Regions from separate parts of the Zea mays genome. Here all the other regions are linked to region 2. The links are chromatin contacts, called in public Hi-C maps. All regions are on one chromosome and are shown on one strand. The core of a region is the stretch at or near the end of the contact, and the rest is flanking DNA. Distances in the headings are between cores, read along the strand shown.

Region 1 (2,916 bases), core at 383-2,882, 400 kb after region 2:
CAAGCAAAGAAGATGGCCAAGAATCCTCCGGCAGCGGCCAGTGACATCAAGACTGAGACAATGATCGCATTAGCAGTGGCAACCAATAGGAAGAACATGAAGGTCAGAAGGCCAGTCAATGCTATAAGCGTGATTGTCCCGACCTGCCAGATCAAACAAAGATAAAATTAGAAAAATTGTTTACTGTCAATTTTCAAGAATTTTTAAAATGGATGCCATAAAAAAACGAGGTATCATGTAAGAGTTTATGGGATCAAAACTACACGCAAAAGCAATCTACCATGTTCTATTGCTAGCAGAAGTAATTCACCATGTTTTCGTTTCTGCTTACAACATGCTCCCTTCGACTTCAAATGCAGTTAATTTTGAGTTGTCTAAAGTCAAACTAACCTAAGTCAGATAAGTTTTTTAGAAACAACGTTATTAAATGAGTACTATTAAAAACACTGCTACCCTATGAAATCTAATTTTTAGAAGGAATATGAAATCTATTTTTATAGTTTACCTATTTGAGGTCGTAGATGTTAATACTTATTTTGTAATTGTTAATTTAGTTAAACTTATGGTTGTTTGGTTTAGAGAAAACCTAAATCTATTAGGTTTCAGGACAGAGGGATTACAATTCAGCCTATTCTTCACTTCCCCCAACAGATTCGCAAACATTCTTCACTTTCCCCAACAGATTCGTAATCATATATGGCCCTGATAGGGATGGAACGGATAAATATCAACCTTTTTTCTTTTTTCTTTGATTGCGAATAAATAGTATATAAAATCTGCTATGCAAAATGGTATTATCGTTTTTTAGCTATGAGCTTGTAAAGATTCATAAAATTTAAACCTCAAATTTATATCTTCTCAAATGAAAGATATAAAATTCCGATACAAATTCAGATATTTTTTCACCTTTTCGGTTGTGAGGAGCAAATAATACATAAAACAATTTATACAAAATTTTATTCTTATCTGTAATAATATGCTTGATAACATAAAAAAAGATTAACATAAAATTCCATACCTATCTATTTTAAAATATTAAATTTGTCTAACAATTCGGATACCCACTTTCATCCTTGCCCCTGAGATCTAAAAAGCACAAATCTAAACCAACATTGCAATAGTGACCATGGCACAGTTAACCGCTACGCAATCACCTACAGAAAATAAACTAAAGAAGATAGAGCCAGATTTAGTAAACAGGGCAAGAAAACCCATGCTCATGTGACGGATCAAGGAGGCGCGCGCCCACCGAGATGACGAGGATGGCGCGGAGGCCGCTGCCCCGCCTGGTCCACTCAAGCAGGTCCCGCGCGGAGTTCCGGGACGCCCCCCTCAGGCGCGGCGCGGCGTCGCAGGACGCCGCCCGGAGCCGCCGGAGCAGAGGCTCGTCCGGGTACCAGACGCCGTCGACGAAGCTGCGGAGGACGCCGGCGAGCGTGTCCTCCTCGCCGACGTCGACCTCGCGGGCGCCGGAGGGGGCCTCGCCGTTGGTGGCGGGCCTGGCAGAGGCGTCGGCGGGGGCGGGCCCGTCGACATCCATTGGCGGCAAGATGTGGGGACCGGGGAGGAGTCAATGCAACTGGGCACTGGCGTGGCGTACTGCCGTACTGGCGTCGCCGAGGGGAACAGGAACGGATGGGGATATGCGCTGTGCTGGATTTAACGAGGGGTTCGGGGACACGTGGCGGCTGGAGTAGCGCGATCATCGCCACGTAGGTGAGGGATGTATCCCGTGGGCCGACCTCCGCGAGCACCACGAATTCACTCTCCATCGACCATTCGAGCCTTGGAGTACTATTGGGTGTTGGGTACTTGGGTGTCCAGGGCCAGTTACCGGAACTAATTACTAGTTACCGGAACTAATTACTGCTAAAATAAGAAAGCTAATAAGTTAACGAATTTTTAACTAAATATCTAACTAGTTGTTTATCTGACTAATTAGTTAAATTCAGCTGAGTTTCTATCAATAGCAACTACTTCTTCACGTATCCTGTTAGTCGTCGTTTTGGACAAATTTTAAGTTAAATTTATAAAATTTTGACTATAAATAACCATTTTATTATGTAGTTTTGAAATATAATGTTTATATGCACCGATTTATCTTAACATGTACTTTTATAAAAACATCAATGTATTAAAAGTTTATTTGTATTTAAAAAAATATTGGTCAAAATTATATTTTAGAGACTCTGTCGCTGTTCTAAATAATAACTAATAGTACATCGAAGGGTGTAGCTCTATCTATCATCTAGAGTCATTGCTACACTCTCACTTGGATCAGGCTAAGTAGAATTATTTGGCAGAAACTACGTGTCCCGAAGTATGTGGTAGTGAACATCTTTGAATTTGGTGACGGCGACGTTGTAGCTCTCAAGTATCGACTCAAGCAATACTGGCATCTTCCAATTCGCCCATTTGTCAACTCAAATCAGAGATTGATAGGACCCTAAATGCATGGGTGTTTTGAGGGTTTTGTTATTGAAAGAGAAATAGCTTCCACTTTTTCTAATTGATTTTGGTGGTTGAATTGTCCAACACAAATAATTGAACTAACTAGTTTGCTCTAAGTTATGAGTTCTACAGGTGCCAAAGGTCCACAACAAACCAATAAAAAGACCGAAAAAGGATTTAAATATAGAAAGCTAAAGTCAGCCGAAGTGTGCCCTGGTCTGGCGCACTGGACTGTCCGGTGTGCCACCGGACAGTGTTTGGTGCACCAGGAATTTCAACTCCGAACTGCTCACCTTCGGGAATTCTGGAGGCCACTCCGCTATAATTCACCGGACTGTCCGGTGGCGCACCGGACTGTCCGGTGTGCCAGCGGAGCAACGGCTACTTCGCGCCAACGGTCGTCTGCAGAGAGCATTAAATGCGCTATAGTGCGCGCCAGAGTCAGAGCAGAGCCAGATGGCGCAC
Region 2 (2,700 bases), core at 97-2,596:
GAAAATTTGTCTGTTTCGGTAGAATAAATATATCTCGATGCTATACAGAACGAACCCGTGTATCACATTGAATGACATGGTGAAAAAGGCACATCTGCAGGATAAAGGCGAGAGTTGAGTTGAAACCAAAAATTTTGGAACTGTGCCATTATAAGAGGTGGATTTTGTCAATGGGCCTTGTCTAGACTTCGTTATCAGCAAAGACAGATTTGCCCCTATCTTATCTGGACAGAATCCCGGCACGGGGTCCGTCATGAGCCCAAGACAAGAGCACGGCCGTTTATTGTCGGCGCACGGCCGTTTTTTGCGGCATATTTAGCCTGATGCTAGGTACTATCGGTATGGATAGCCTATCAAACCGAACCGAGCCCGTCCCCGTCGAACCTGTTTGTGGCCCAACCTTAGTTATGATATAGTCCATTATATATAAATATGACCGACTCGATCTCTCAATTTAAAGCTATTTTCTAGTTCTAAGGGGCCCAACGAAGAAGATTGGAGAGACTATAATTTTAGGATATGGGACGGGCTTGAACTGGTACGATCTAATAAAGGCATGACGTGGTTTAGAGTCGGACTGTATCACTGTTTTTTACACTTCGGACTGGCATGGTATAACCCAAAACTTTTTTGAATTTTCTTTGTCTGAACTCGTTTAGCTTGAAGCATGATGTGCTAGGTCTGGTTCAACTCAATTCCAAGCATTAGTCACATTAACGAAGAAGATTGGAGGGACTATAATTTTCTTTGTATTCAAAAATGAATATCAAGAAAGTTTTAGCCCCTCCATTCCTGTTTTCCCAAACATGTCCATAACATATTAAGTAACGTAAAATAAACTCTAACTTAATTAGAACACAACTTCAACAATATCCAGTTGGGATTGAACAAAAAGTTGTCATGCTTCCGACCGTGTCAGTTGGTTGGCCGCCAAGCCAGTGCAACCGTTACGTTCCAAACTTCCAACTCAAAGGCGTCAATCTCGTGGTCATGCTCTTGTGCAAGTGCAGCAAAGCACGGGTCACCGGATCCTTTCCAGCTCTCGGCCGCGGGCCGCCCGCTTGAAATAGAGCGCAGGCCACCTGCCGCCGGTGGCCCGTGCACTGCACCCGGGAGTACCTGCTCTACCGCGCCGGCGCGCCTTGCTCCGCCCTAGGCAAGCAACACGCACGCCGGTCGCTGGCGTGGCGGCGGCACTTAAAAAAAATCCTGCGAGCCCGTTCGGCGCGAGCCGAGTTTTCGCATTTGTCTCGACGCGGCCGCGCGATCTCTGGCGCTGCATCACGGGCCGGGGCCGCGAGCCACACACGGAGCAAGCAGCCAAGCGAGCGAAGCGAACAAAAAGCTCACGGGGGCCAGCTAAGCGCACGGACCGACGCCCGACGATGGCCGCTCTGCCGCGGCGGAGGCTCCTCCTCTTTCTCGCGCTGCTCCGTGTTCTAATCTGCGGAGCGGCGCCGTTCCGGGCGAGGGACCTGCTGCCGCTGCTGCCGCGGCGGATGGCGTGGCAGCTCATGGGCGCCACGGCCCACAGCGCCGTCGACCTGCTCCCGTCGTTCGTCGGCGCCGTGGCGCCGGGCGGGCCCGCGGCCGCCTGGCGCGGCGCGTGCTTCGACGAAAACCAGGCCGTGCTCGACCTCACCCCCGGCCGCAACGGGACCGCCGGGGGCCTCGGTGGCGCCGTCCTCCGCCTCAAGGTGAGGGATCCCTCACATATTACACACTCACTCGCATATTGCCCCCTTTGAACCCGCAACCTCATTTACTAGTGGTTTATCTCTTTCGATTCCACCCGGCCGGCCGTAGTCCTAGCTGACTCTAAATCCCAGACATATGGTGTATATATATATTTTTTGGATGAAATTCTGCCTTCCCGATCAATAGCAAAGCAAACACGTTGGGCTAGCTTGATTGTTGTGTGGATTTTGACCGAGACCCGTAAGAGAGACAAATGAATTTTGAATGCCTGAATAAAATAGCTAGCACAACAAGACAAACACGCATGTTTGGAACGCGGACAGAATGGCCATCGTAGGTTCCCCGACTGGTCGGTGGCAAACAGTAGAAATGCCAAATCGCCAGTCCGCACGTCCGCGTGTCACTCTGTCCTGCAGTCCACAAAAATATGAAAGCATGCATGATATTCCAAGGTCGTCCTGTTCTCGGTTTCTTCCTCTGTTGTACACTTGTCAATCTTAATTGGATGAACTGGGACTGCTACATTCGGTCGGTCAATAATATCCTTTACGGCAATTTCTATCTCACCAAAAGCGTTAATTAATTCCTTCCTTGTTGCTGTAGACTGCTTCGCCTCAGAGCTGGACATGCATGGACCTGTACGTGTTCGCAACGCCCTACAGGGTAGCCTGGGACTACTACATGAGGTCGAACGAGAACCACACCTTCGAGATCAAAGCGTGGGAGGACGCGGCAGAGATGGAATACGTACGTACGTATGGGTCGACTGTCTCTTTACGCTCAGACAGACAGCATGACTGTCTCTCTTTCTGCATGCAGGTAAAGCAGCACGGGATCGCCGTCTTCCTGATGCCATCTGGGATGCTTGGGACGCTGCTGTCCTTGGCCGACGTGGCGCCTTTGTTCTCCAACACCGGCTGGGGCCAGGACGCCAACTTGGCGTTCCTTGGGAAGCACATGGGGGCGTCGTTCGAGAGGCGTCGTTCCGCGAACACAATTATA
Region 3 (2,700 bases), core at 40-2,539, 350 kb before region 2:
GACGCATAGAGACCAATTGCCAGTGCAGCACAATCAAACAACATATGGCAAGCATCAGAGATCAGCCCAAGACTATCACTCACAAACCCACAGCCAAATTCCACAAACATGTAGGCTGTATTGATCAATAGAAACACAGCAATCTTTCTCGACTTCCGCTCACTCAAGATATGCCTAACTGGACCCATGATTGCTTCAAAAACTGACTCTGAGATATCTTCAGTTCCATGCTCCACATATCCTGCAGGGATCAGCTCCCTGCTGGCGATCCACAAGAGGAACCCACAAATCAAGAATCCTGGTAAAGACAGCTTTGGGTAGTACAGCAGCTCCAGAACAAGAGTGCATAAGAACGTCAGTGCAAAATCCACACTCGGCCTACCGCCGCCGCTGCCATGCTCCTGCCGTCGCTCCAAAGCCATGCCAAAGAAGGCAGAGTTAAGCAGCAGCCACCAGACCGGGCCGATCGGCACTGCTCCATCAGGAGGACCATCGCCCGCATCGCTGGCACCGAAAAAGGAGAGACCCACAAGCGCTGGCACAGAGAGAAAGGCAGCAGCGAGAGCAAATGCCGCCGCCCGGGCGAGCCGAGTGCGTGTGGCATGCCGCGCCGCGGCCGATTGTTCGGTCGAGGAAAGGAAGCCAGCGGCGAAGGGGATCGCGAGGATCACGGAAGGGGAAGGGGAGATGCAGACAAGGGATAAGGCGGCGACGGCGGTGGAGATGACTCGGCGGCGGGAGGGCCGGCGCAGGGCGCGGGCGAGCAGGGAGCCCGCGGAGTCCGCGAGGACGAGGAGGCCCGGGGCGGGGAGGATGCGGAGGGCCACGAGCCGGAGGAGGATAGAAAGCGCGAGGAGGAAGGCCGGGCGGACGAGAGCGGGGAACCCGGGGAACGGGCGGTGAGGCTGGTGGGTCTTCCGGGAAGCGGCGGCGAAGTGGTGGAGGAGGAGGGCGGCGGCCGAGAGCAGCGCGAGGGGCGGGGAAAACGCGAGCGCGTGGGCCAGGGAGGGGAGCGCGCGCACGGCGGGCGCGAGGAGGAAGAGCGCGTGCAGCACGATTAGGCGGAGGAGCCCGTCGGCGTAGCGGGAGGACGGCGGGGCGGCGGAGGAAGGGAGTCCGCGGGCTTTCGACGGGGTCGGGAGCGGCGTGGAGGGGAAGCGGAAAGAGGGGTGCGCGGAGAGCCGCGGCGGCACGGCCAGCCGGAGGTGCGGCGCGTGGCGGCCGGACATGGGCGGCGGCGGCGGATCCGGAACGGAGGGCGGGGTGCCGGTGGCGGTGGACCGGGAGAGGAGAGGCGTGGACTGGTCACCACTGCCTCCGCCTCGCGGTACGGACTACAGTGATTGGTTTGGTTGGTTAGACGCTGGGCTGGGCTTGAATATTCAGATGTGCGAAGGACAGATAGATAGGCCCAAAGCCTGCTCCACGTTCTACTGGGCCATGCGGAATCTTTTCTGAAACAATCCAGGCATCTAAAAAATCAAATTACTCATATTAAGTCGTTGGTCCTTTCATAAAACTGAATCTCTACTACTTCTTAAAAGGGTAACAAGGGCGTCCACCACCGTCATCACCACGGCTCCGCCTCCCCCGCCGCTAATCTCGCGGCCGATCCGCGCCCGCCCCGTCCCCGCATCCCCGCAGCAGCCGTCACCAGCGGGGTCATCCATGGCATCGCGGGATCCACTCCCTCGCCCTCCCCCCGCTAATCTCGCGGCTGATCCGCGCCCGCCCCATCCCCGCATCTCGCAGCCGCAACCGCCCCACCCGCATCTCAGAACTGTAATCGATGCCACAACCGCCGCCCTTCGGCGATGCTCGGGTCCGAGCGGGAGGGACAATGGCAGAAGAGCGTCGTTCCCGACATCAAAGCGCGGTCTCGTACGACCCAGACCCGCGTCGCCCGCTGTCCTTCTCACCCGCACCTCCCGCTCACGACGCCTGGGTCTGAGCGGGAGGGACGACGACGGAGGAGCTCTGTTGTCGGCGTCTCCAGTGAGCCAGCGGGCAACGGCTATCCAGCGCCAACGGTCGACTTCAAAAGTACCTGCCACGTGAACAGTGCCGCGGTAGAAGTCAGAGCCGCGAAGTTAGAGGGCACCGGACTATCCGATGTGGCACCGGACTATCCGATGCCGCAAGAAGACAAAAGCCCCAACGGTCGAATTCGCTCCGAACCCTAACGGTTGGGTGATGTGGCGGCGCACCGGACTGTCCGGTGCGCCCATCGCCAGCAGCCTCCCCAACGGCTATGGAAGTGGTTGGGGGCTATAAATACCCCCCAACCACCTCATTCATATCCATCCAAGCATTCCAAACATTGCATTCAATACAAGAGCAAAAGACTCCACTCCAAGACACGTCAAATAGATTGGATCCTCTCCAAAGCCTCCAAATCAACTCAATTCTATTAGGGACTTGAGAGAGGGTTTTCTTGTGTTCTTTGTTGCTCTTGTTGCTTGGCTCGGACTTTTTCTTTTCCATTCTTATTCTCAAGTGCTTTTAAGCGAGACAAGAGACACCAAGTGTGTGGTGGTCCTTGTGGGGTCTTAGTGACCCGTGAGATTAAGCAAGAAGGCTCACTCGGTCTAAGTGACCGTTTGAGAGAGGGAAAGGGTTGAAATAAACCCGGTCTTTGTGACCTCCTCAACGGGGACTAGGTTCTTTGAACCGAACCTAGGTAAAACAAATCACCGTGTT

Evidence for each region. A called contact is a pair of places that touch in the nucleus more often than the background predicts.
Region 1: a Hi-C map of tassel shows a contact between it and region 2, with 2.9 times the contacts expected there. The contact joins the promoter of LOC100275140 here to the promoter of LOC100275783 in region 2. A contact is called at or near these places in 4 of 25 Hi-C or Micro-C datasets (bundle sheath, ear, leaf and 1 more).
Region 3: a contact with region 2 is called in a Hi-C map of leaf, with 4 times the contacts expected there. The contact joins the promoter of LOC100381425 here to the promoter of LOC100275783 in region 2. A contact is called at or near these places in 8 of 25 Hi-C or Micro-C datasets (bundle sheath, ear, leaf and 3 more).

Annotation. Positions count from the first base shown.
Region 1 is chr4:82,868,424-82,871,339 of Zm-B73-REFERENCE-NAM-5.0, forward strand. It overlaps LOC100275140, which reads right to left and starts at 1,633. Exons shown (of 3, transcript NM_001150506.2): 1 at 1,250-1,633; 2 at 1-143. The coding sequence starts at 1,540.
Region 2 is chr4:82,471,801-82,474,500 of Zm-B73-REFERENCE-NAM-5.0, forward strand. LOC100275783 reads left to right here and starts at 1,347. Exons shown (of 7, transcript NM_001374082.1): 1 at 1,347-1,697; 2 at 2,302-2,445; 3 at 2,518-2,700. The coding sequence starts at 1,386. It overlaps AMADH1A (Aminoaldehyde dehydrogenase 1a), which reads left to right. Exons shown (of 15, transcript NM_001164335.1): 15 at 1-127.
Region 3 is chr4:82,122,771-82,125,470 of Zm-B73-REFERENCE-NAM-5.0, forward strand. LOC100381425 (Cation efflux family protein) reads right to left here and starts at 1,290. Exons shown (of 1, transcript NM_001174266.1): 1 at 1-1,290. The coding sequence starts at 1,229.